3 separate regions of the Mus musculus genome follow, and regions 2 and 3 are each linked to region 1. A link is a contact called in public HiChIP or PLAC-seq data. All regions are on one chromosome and are shown on one strand. Each heading gives the region's core, a stretch centred on a gene start, on an enhancer-like site or on the middle of the called end of the contact. The rest is flanking DNA. Distances are from core to core; before and after follow the strand shown. Region 1 has its middle 35 kb from the start of Gm40110. Region 2 has its middle 17 kb from the start of Gm40112. Region 3 has its middle 35 kb from the start of Gm40112.

What was found. HiChIP or PLAC-seq counts read pairs in DNA pulled down with a chosen protein or histone mark.
Region 2: a FOXA1 HiChIP or PLAC-seq map of pancreatic cancer cells shows a contact between it and region 1. The contact joins two enhancer-like sites. A contact is called at or near these places in 1 of 15 datasets of contacts at CTCF or cohesin (the NIH/3T3 cell line), 24 of 484 Hi-C or Micro-C datasets (ECoMG myeloid progenitors, brown adipocytes, cochlea and 12 more), 10 of 115 datasets of contacts at active chromatin or transcription factors (VIP interneurons, embryonic fibroblasts, embryonic limb bud and 7 more) and 1 of 9 other capture datasets (embryonic stem cells).
Region 3: a FOXA1 HiChIP or PLAC-seq map of pancreatic cancer cells shows a contact between it and region 1. The contact joins two enhancer-like sites. A contact is called at or near these places in 4 of 115 datasets of contacts at active chromatin or transcription factors (embryonic fibroblasts, embryonic limb bud, embryonic stem cells and 1 more).

Annotation. Positions count from the first base shown.
Region 1 is chr3:102,336,715-102,339,578 of GRCm38.p6, reverse strand. No RefSeq gene overlaps it. Among named protein-coding and RNA genes, the nearest start is that of Gm40110, 35 kb to the left of the region's middle. Within about 2 kb of position 1,443, at least 57 of the 459 cell types and tissues checked have an H3K27ac peak or open chromatin away from gene starts, as enhancers often do. A contact at or near this core is called in pancreatic cancer cells, where this site is marked.
Region 2 is chr3:102,675,990-102,678,853 of GRCm38.p6, reverse strand. No RefSeq gene overlaps it. Among named protein-coding and RNA genes, the nearest start is that of Gm40112, 17 kb to the left of the region's middle. Within about 2 kb of position 1,508, at least 72 of the 459 cell types and tissues checked have an H3K27ac peak or open chromatin away from gene starts, as enhancers often do. A contact at or near this core is called in pancreatic cancer cells, where this site is marked.
Region 3 is chr3:102,658,188-102,661,051 of GRCm38.p6, reverse strand. No RefSeq gene overlaps it. Among named protein-coding and RNA genes, the nearest start is that of Gm40112, 35 kb to the left of the region's middle. Within about 2 kb of position 1,476, at least 32 of the 459 cell types and tissues checked have an H3K27ac peak or open chromatin away from gene starts, as enhancers often do. A contact at or near this core is called in pancreatic cancer cells, where this site is marked.

The DNA.
Region 1 (2,864 bases), core at 194-2,693:
GGTCTTCCTATGGGGTCGCCCTCCTCCTCAGTTTCTTCCAGCCTTTCCCTAACTCAACCACAGGGGTCACTGGCTTCTGTCCATGGTTGGGTGCATCTAAGTCTTTCAGCTGCTTGTTGGGCCTCTCAAGGGACAGTCATGCTAGGCTCCTGTCTGTAAGCAAACCATAGCACCAGTATAGTGTTAGGTCTTGGAGCCTCCCCTTGAGCTGGATTCCAAGTTGGGCTGGTCACTGGACCTCTTTTCCCTCAAACTCTTCTCCATCTCCATCCCTGCAGTTCTTTCAGACAGGAACAATTCTGGGTCAGAGTTCTGACTGTGGGATAGCAACCCCATCCCTCCATTTGATACCCTATCCTTCCACTGGAGGTGGGCTCCACAAGTTCCCTCTCCCCACTGTAGGGTATTTCATCTCAGGTCCCTCCCTTTGAGTCCTGAGAGTCTCTCACCTCCCAGGTCTCTGGTACATTCTAGAGGGTCCCCCCACCTCCTACCTCCCAAGGTCGCCTGTTTCCATTCTTTCTGCTGGCCCTCAGGACTTCAGTTCTGTCCCCCCCCCCATACCTGACCATGTTCCCCTCTTCCCCTCCCTGTCCTCTCTTCTACCTGGGTTTCTTCCTCCCTCTGCCCCCATGATTGCTTTCTTCTCCCTCCCAAGTGGGACTGAGGTATTCTTACTTCCACCAGGGCCTCTTGCCTGTCTGAAATGTTCTTTTCAAATAGCCCCGTGCTAGCTCTGGCTACCACGGTGACAACAGAGTGCCAAGTGCTCACCTGGTGCCCTCCTCCTCACAGGCTTATGGAGAACAAGGCCTCTTCTAATTCTCGCTGTGCCTATCCTTGCTGAGACAGGAGTCTCGAAGCCATAGCTCCAGCACCTATGGGTGAGCACACATCCCATCTGGCTCTTGCTAACATAGTTAGGGAACAACATGATGCCTGTGAGCCCATTTTGTATAGTCCAGGCATTTCTCAGCCCTACAGTGAATTCTGTTGCCTCACTTCAGACACTGTCTGAGGGAGGCTGAGGGAAGCCTTCGGCTGTGGTCTCAACCTCTCTAGAGTCTGATTTTCTAACATTTCTCTAAGTGATTCTGGTGTGATGGATTTCTTAGCCAAAGTGAACAGCACTGTAGGTGGACAGGTGGCTGTCAGTTCCCTGCCACCCACCAAGAAACTCAGCACCTTTTATCACGCCCGCCCACCCCATGCTCTCCCGGGGCCTCCAGGGGCCTGCTTTTCCTGCTGCACCTGGAGGAATTCTACCTTCTCCTCCAAGTCACCATTCGTCATCGGCAGCTCCTGCTCCCGAGTTGGACAGTTAAGCATGCAGGGCAGGGAGGGGGTGACTCATTGGCACACACTCAGGGCCTAGCCCCAGCACTTGGCCCAGAACGGGCCTTTATTACTCTATACCTCTCATTCACGTTTCTCCAAGTTCTCACACTTACGGAGGTGAGTGCCGTGACAGCTCATGCTGCACGTGTTAATGACACACCAGGCACCCGAGACAGATGAGATCAGAGAACAGAAATGAAAGTGGCTTAGATTTGGGTGAGAGGCTCTAGCTTACTCATGCCAAGGGTTATTGCAGTTGAAATCTAGCTGTGGCTGGTGATCAAAAGCCTTACAGAGTGAGGGGGCAGAGAGGATCCTGGGGGGACGTTCATGAGCCCTGTGTGCATGGAGCCCACTCCAGTGCACACACAACAACAGCAGCCACTCCCTGACACCCCCCCCCCCCCGTGCACTCACACCCACACTTCCATTCACCTCCTGACACAGCTGTCTGGAGTCACTGCCCATTCAGCCCTCTTTGCACTGTTCAGTCAGGCACTACAGGAGTAAGAAAATTATCCTCATTATCACTGAGGATAGCTTAGGAAATCCATTCTTTTGTGTGTGTGTGTGTGTGTGTGTGTGTGTGTGTGTGTGTGCGCACGCGTGCACACACGCGCAAACTCATATACACACACAAAACCACACACACACATACCAGGAAGCCTCACAACAGTCAACTTGTAACAGAAACTAGGATGCTCTACAGCGACTTGTCCAAACTTGAGTATAGGCCCAGCTCTATCTGGACTATGAGAGGATTTACTGTTACATAAAAGCTAGCCACTGCACCGGTCTCCTTGCCTCTCCCTGACTGCAGCTGCGCACCTTCCTTAGAAACCTTTCTTCTCTACACTTATTCTCTTTTTCTTACTATTCTCTTGCTCTCCCTCCCTCCCTCCCTTCTTCCCACCTCTCTCTCTCTCTCTCTCTCTCTCTCTCTCGCTCTTTCTCCCTCCCTCCCTCCCTTCCTCTCTATCAGTCAGTCAGTCAGTCAGTCTGTCTGTCTGTCTGTCTGCCTCTGTCTCCCCCCCCATTCTCTCGCTCTCTTTTCATCTCCCCATCTTCTCTATTGTCTTCCATTCTTATAGTTTCCTATCCCTGGCCATATCCAGTCTGCTTCTTTCTTTATGCTCTGGAATCTTCCAGATGCCTCTGTTTTTGTTTTTTGTTTTTTTTTCTCTTATATCCACAATAAAAACTTTACCCGTATCATGGACTGGTCATGTCAGCAGTTTCTATACTGAACCCCCTCACATACAGGTTCCATGGGATGGGGACAGAATTAAGTTGCTATAACGAGAGATAGGTTGTGAAGCCACTCTCCAGGACACTGCAAGTCACCTACAGTGCTGAGTAGTCATGTGAGCACATGGCATATGGCACACGGTATGACACGATGACGTCATTGTTATAGCAACTCAATTCTGTCCCCATCCCATGGTGTATGGCCTTCTTGCTGGTTACTTTCTCCCTGGCTAATTTCATTCATGCCTGTGGCTTTAGTTAACAATGTCCAAAGAAGA
Region 2 (2,864 bases), core at 259-2,758, 340 kb before region 1:
GCCCCAGCCAGAGCCAACAGGCCTGGCCAGAGCAGGAGGGAGGAGACCCTGCTACAGAGATCAGAGTGGCTACAGTGTCAGGAACTGGCTGGAGGAGTTGGTGACCTTCCTATTAGTTTTTGTTTATTGTAAATTTCCACTTGGCCAGACTGGACATTTTATCTTTTGTGAGTGAGGCAAAAGCCTGGAGAACATTTAGAGAATTATTTACACCTATTATATTTTAAACTGGACAGTACCTCAGCAGCTCAGCAGTGATGCAATCGATACTCAATGTTCTTACCACAAGCTTAACCAAATGTTAATATTCTACCAGATTTAGTTCAAATATTTATTTAAGGAAATAAAGTGTTGCAAATTCAGCTATAACCATCTCCCCTAACCCTAACCTCCCACCTTGTAGCCATTTACCCCCTGAAGTGTCACCTTCTGTAACACTGTGATATATTCACAAACAACACACAGTAGGTATGTTTATTTTTAAGTGGTTAAAACCGAAATCCCATTTTTTTCAACTTAGCTTTCTTTAAACTTAACTATATATTTTTTTGAGATTTATTCGTGTTAATAAGTCACTTGTAGTTCATTCATTGTATTCTTTTTTTGTATGTAGAATATGTGTCATGCACATGTTATGTACATGACAGGGTGTTTGTACATACGTGTGGAGGTAAGGAGTTGACATTGGGTATTGACCTCCATCATTCTCCACCGTAGCTTCAAACCAGGTTTCTCACTGAACCTGGAGCTCGCTGATGCGGCTGGCTAATGAGCCTCAGCGATGTTTGTGTCTTTATTTTTTCCAGGGCTAGGTTATAGGTATAAGCCACCACTCCTGGCTTTTCTCACGGGTGCTGGAGATCTGAATTCAAGGGCCCACACTGATTTGAAGGCCTCATGGTCAGACAGCAAGCGCTTCTCCCCAGCCCCACCAACAGCTCCTCATAAGACCACACTACGCTTTAGTGCACGCCTGTGTTGGTGGATGTTTTGGTTGTTCCAGGTCTCTTCATTTTTCTCTCTTGACCCCCCCTTCCTTTCCTCTTCCATTCTAAATTCCATCATTATTGTTACAGATTCTATGTTAGGCATCCTCAGATCGGATTACATCGCTTCTGAGATTCACACCTGGAAGAGGAACGCCCATCTTCAACTCTACTAAGAATGCTACTTCATCCCCTAGACGGGTTGTACCAATTTACAAAGTCTGCATAAGCCAGGGATATCGAAAGCCTTTTTGTGTCTGCTCCAAAGGGAGTCGAACCTCAAAGGCACTGATTCAGGGGTCCAGGGAGGCTGTAGTGAAAGATCCCTGTTTACTGTTACTGAGACTTCAACGACAGAGAGCACCGATTTTTTGTTCAGGCAGAAATGTTCCAATTCACCTTTCCCCTGGTGGTATATCACTGTATTCATGCTGAATCCACCCAGGGCTGCTATGCAAAGAGGAGAGGAGACTTGCCTGTCCCAGCTCCCTGCAGGGCTGAGGCTGACAAGCCAGCTGGTGCTGTGTGCCAAGCAGCTTGGCAGTGAGCAATTCAGCTGGTTCCTGGGACAGGAGGCAGCAGTGACTGATCACAGAACTGAACATCTTCAGAGCTCTTTTACTCTATAAATATAGTCTTTGCAGAAAGCAGTGAAGATGGCGAAGCTTCCGGCCAACAGCAAACACAGCAAGAGAGGCTAGGGTGTGGCGTGTGAGCTTCGGAGTCAGGAGTTGATCAGGGGGGCTGGTCACCTGTGACGTCATTCTCCAGATTGCAACTCTGTGTGAACAAACACTTCAGTTTGTGTTACAGTTTGGGGGAGTGTTTGTTTTTTAAGAGACAGAGCACAAAATTATGAATTCTAAACTAGGGTCTTGGTAAACTGTCTCTGCTTTGGTGACTCTGAGGGAGGGACAAGAGGCTCAGGGTGTCTGGGAGGGCACTGTCAGTGTCTCCTCAATGGCTGGGCACTATGAATTCAGTGTTGTAGAAGAGTGAGAGTGGAGATAGAAGCTGGGTACTAGAGATGCCCAAAACCAATGAGAGGATGTGTGTTGGAGGGTGTTTGTGTACGTGCACAAAGGAGGGAAACAGGGTAGTGAGAAGCTTGGCAGCCAGTGGTGTAAAGATGAGAAGAACTAGGAACGGTGTTGGGGAGGTGGTTTTGGAGATGGTCCCATAGACTCCACTAGATGCTCAGCCCCTAGTTAGAACTAATTACTAGCTGCTGCTGGTCAGTGATGGATGGGGCAGAGGTGTACTGCGGGTTAGGAAGGACGGGTACGTGCATAACCCCGTGCTCTCTCCCCTGCTTTACACAGGGATGAGTTTAACTGACGAGTGACTGAAACAAACCATGTACCTCTTAAACATCAGTGTGTCTGCATAGAAGACGTCAGGCACTTAGAGAATAAAGTGTTAAAGGATCAAGGTCCTCCCTCACCCTCGGGAACTGGGGGTAGGGGGTTGTCAACAAACTGTCCCTATGAGTTGCAGTAAATAAGGGGGGGAGGAAAAGGGCCTTCTGGAAACCTACTTCAAAGGACAGAGCCATCTTCCAGATGGGCAGTTCCATGGGTCGAACTTGCCTTCCAATCAGAGAGGGGCCCTTGCTTTCAGAATCAAAGTCGGGGACATAGTCTAACACGGTAACAGAATACTTGAAACGCCAGCTTTCCAGGAGCACCGGATTCTGAGTCGGGAGGTCGCTGTGGGGAGGTTGAGTCTCTTCAGAAAACATTGAAGAGGAACAGAAGAAGCGGCTTTCTGGAGAAGCTCGGCTGAGCACATTGATAGACACATTTCTAGTTTCCTCTTGGAACCATTTGGGGTGGCCTGCTTATTCTCATTTTATAGAGGTTACATCCAACAGCTGGG
Region 3 (2,864 bases), core at 227-2,726, 320 kb before region 1:
GAACTCTCTCTTAGTTGATTGGAATGACAGTGTAGGGGTACGGTTAAGGCCTGGCCTGAAACAAACCCAACCAAAGTCCATTCGAAGGGTTTTTGAAATCTTTAGACATATTTTATAGGAAAAAATCGCTGGTTATACATATTCCTATCGCAAGTAACAGATGCAATTGTAAGCAAGATCTCAGAGGAGAATCAATTTTAGGCCATGAATAAGAACTTTGCAGAAGAAAAAGAGTAATGCGTTTGAAGTTAAAAATCCATCCCTCCTTTCCCCTCTCCATGCCTTCTGTGTCTCTGTCACTTCTTTCTGTGGCATGTAGTGACATCCTGGGATTGACTTAAAAATAATGCCAAACAACATCCACAGAAAACTGTGTTGACACTCTGGAAATGGATGTCTGGTAATGCAGAAGATGGATCCGGGGAGACCCAGGAACTCACACTAAAGGTAAAGATGAAGAACTTGGAGGAGGACATTTTATGAGTACAGGAAAAACCATTTCTGAAATAGTATATGATTGTAGGTACTCTGTGACTCAGACATTTTCAGTCATATTTTTTTTTCAATGTAAGTGGACATTTAACTCTTTCATCTACTGCCTTCCATGCTTGAGGGCTAACACCGGGGAGAGCACCTTCTGGGTTCTAAGCCCTAGGGACTCAGGAGTGAGTGGGTTTTCTCTCAGCCCCACTTCTCAGGTAAGCTTTATCTCCCCTTACCATGGACCCACTGTTTGGGCTTTCCTGGTTATGGCTTGGGGAAGCAGCTCCCGTCTCCCCATCTCACCTCAGCTTTCAATTTACCTGTGGAAGGCACAGATGCTAAGATTGTCATTCCTGAGCAAGTCTGTTCATAATATCCCAGGAAGGTGATCCAGACAGACACGGGTTAGGTTGGGTCTCATCCCTGGACTGCTCAGCTGTGACCACATTTTACCTGTTCCGCTTGACTTGTGTGTGACTGGAAACACAGTGGACATTATTAGAGACATAACATTTGGTGTGTGTGTGGAGGAAACCAACATTTACAGGTCTGTGTATGGTAGAAGATGGGAGGGTTTTGGGCAGTGAGTAACATGTGAAGATGTGCATTTGGTTTTCCTGTGAGGAATGACATCATTGGCAAAGACTATGAATAGACTTTCAGAAGAGTGTATGAGAGGAACCAGGGATCTTTTGAGACCCTGAAGAGTTTTGAAATAGACAGTGATGGCCCGCAGTGAAACTATGTTTCCTGCCAATCTTCTAGGAACTGACAGAAGCTGAAGACAGCAGAAGGAAGAGGGGGCAGTTGGTGGATGAACTCTGAGGAGAGATGAACACACTCAGACATAGCTGGTGGAGGGGTTTCCCGTCCTGCGCCCTGGCTTCCCGTTTGTGGAAAAACATTCTCTCTGGAGTCAGACAAGCATAGAGAATCTCTGACAAGACTTAATGGTGACAAAATGTGAGGACTCATGAGTCACCCTGGCTGGTGCTGTCTGCTGAATGTGTGGGCCCAGATGCAAACACACACCTTACACAAGGGCAGGCTCACTGGTTAACAATGACTCAACAGAGGTGGTACAGATAAACGGGATGACTCACAAGTTCAAATTCTGCAGTTCCTTCCTGTGGTTGGAGGACAGGTGATTTTCAGAGTGATCACCTCCGAGGGCCACTTTCTCCATGTCTTATCTTTAATTCTCCAGGTCAGTTCAGCCTTTTGGGACATCTGTGCTAGAGATTAGGCCAGCCATATTAGGATCTTAGCCTGTTAGTCGGTTTTCTCTGAGATACCCGTCGTCAGCTTCTTTATTCTAATTGTTCATCCACAACTTTTCTATTCTCATACATGCATGTGGGGTGCTGGGGTGCCTGCCTGAGGAGTGATACAGATTTGAAGTGCCTCTGAGGGCTGTCCGGAACTTGCTTTATGTAGAATTTGTTTCAGTTGGAGACTCTTCAGCCCTCTGCCTCCACGTGCGTATGTGTGTGTGCATGTGCATGTGTGCATGTCTAGGGCAACGGTGTAGTACCAGCAGGGAAATATGGCCCAGAAAGTCCTCGGACCTTTCTCACTCTCACTTACTAATCATGCCGAGCCTTGGGCAGGATATTTGACTGCCATTTTTCTCACTTGTAAATTAACCTCCTCTATGAGGGTGATAGAAGAATAAATGTGACATTTCTGTAACATCTCTGTCTGGAACATCACACACCAAGTTGTGCTGATTGAATTGGCATGATTTCCGAGGATCCTTTTCTGGGTGGTGTTTCTACGCAATATCTGACCAGGGCCATGACTGCTGGCGTATGAAGGCCTCTCTAGAAAGGGATCATTTTCCTTGTCCCCCTAATGTGACTCCAGCTGACCGGCCTATGGTTCTGAATATTGGATACAGGTTGTTCTCTGCAGGAGGGTCCCCGGGCTGAAGGATCGTGGACTCCATGCGTGTTCCCTCCACCTTTCTTGGGGCTTAAGACCCCGTATTTTGAGCCTCAGAGAACCTGGCATAGCATGTGTTGCTCATCCAGGATCTCACCTGGGACTGGAGAGAGTATAAAGTTACTCTTGCCTGAGCCACACTGCCTTTGCATACTCGGCTTCCTCCCTCTGAAGCAGTCTTCTCACATCTGGAGCAAACCTTAGTCATTCTTTAGCAGGCTGCTCATTGCAAAGCATTTTCTGGCCATGCTCAGGGAATTCCGTTGCTCCCTTTTCTGTGTACCCCAGCTCTGTGCTGGTGCCTATGTCTAAGCTCCTGTTAGTTACCTGCGGCTTGGGACTGTCAAGGCTGTTCAATTTCATCGGCTCCCCTGCTGGTTCTGTTTTCTGCATTGTAAAGTCATTCTCTTGGTTCCCAAGGGCACTCTACTTTCTCT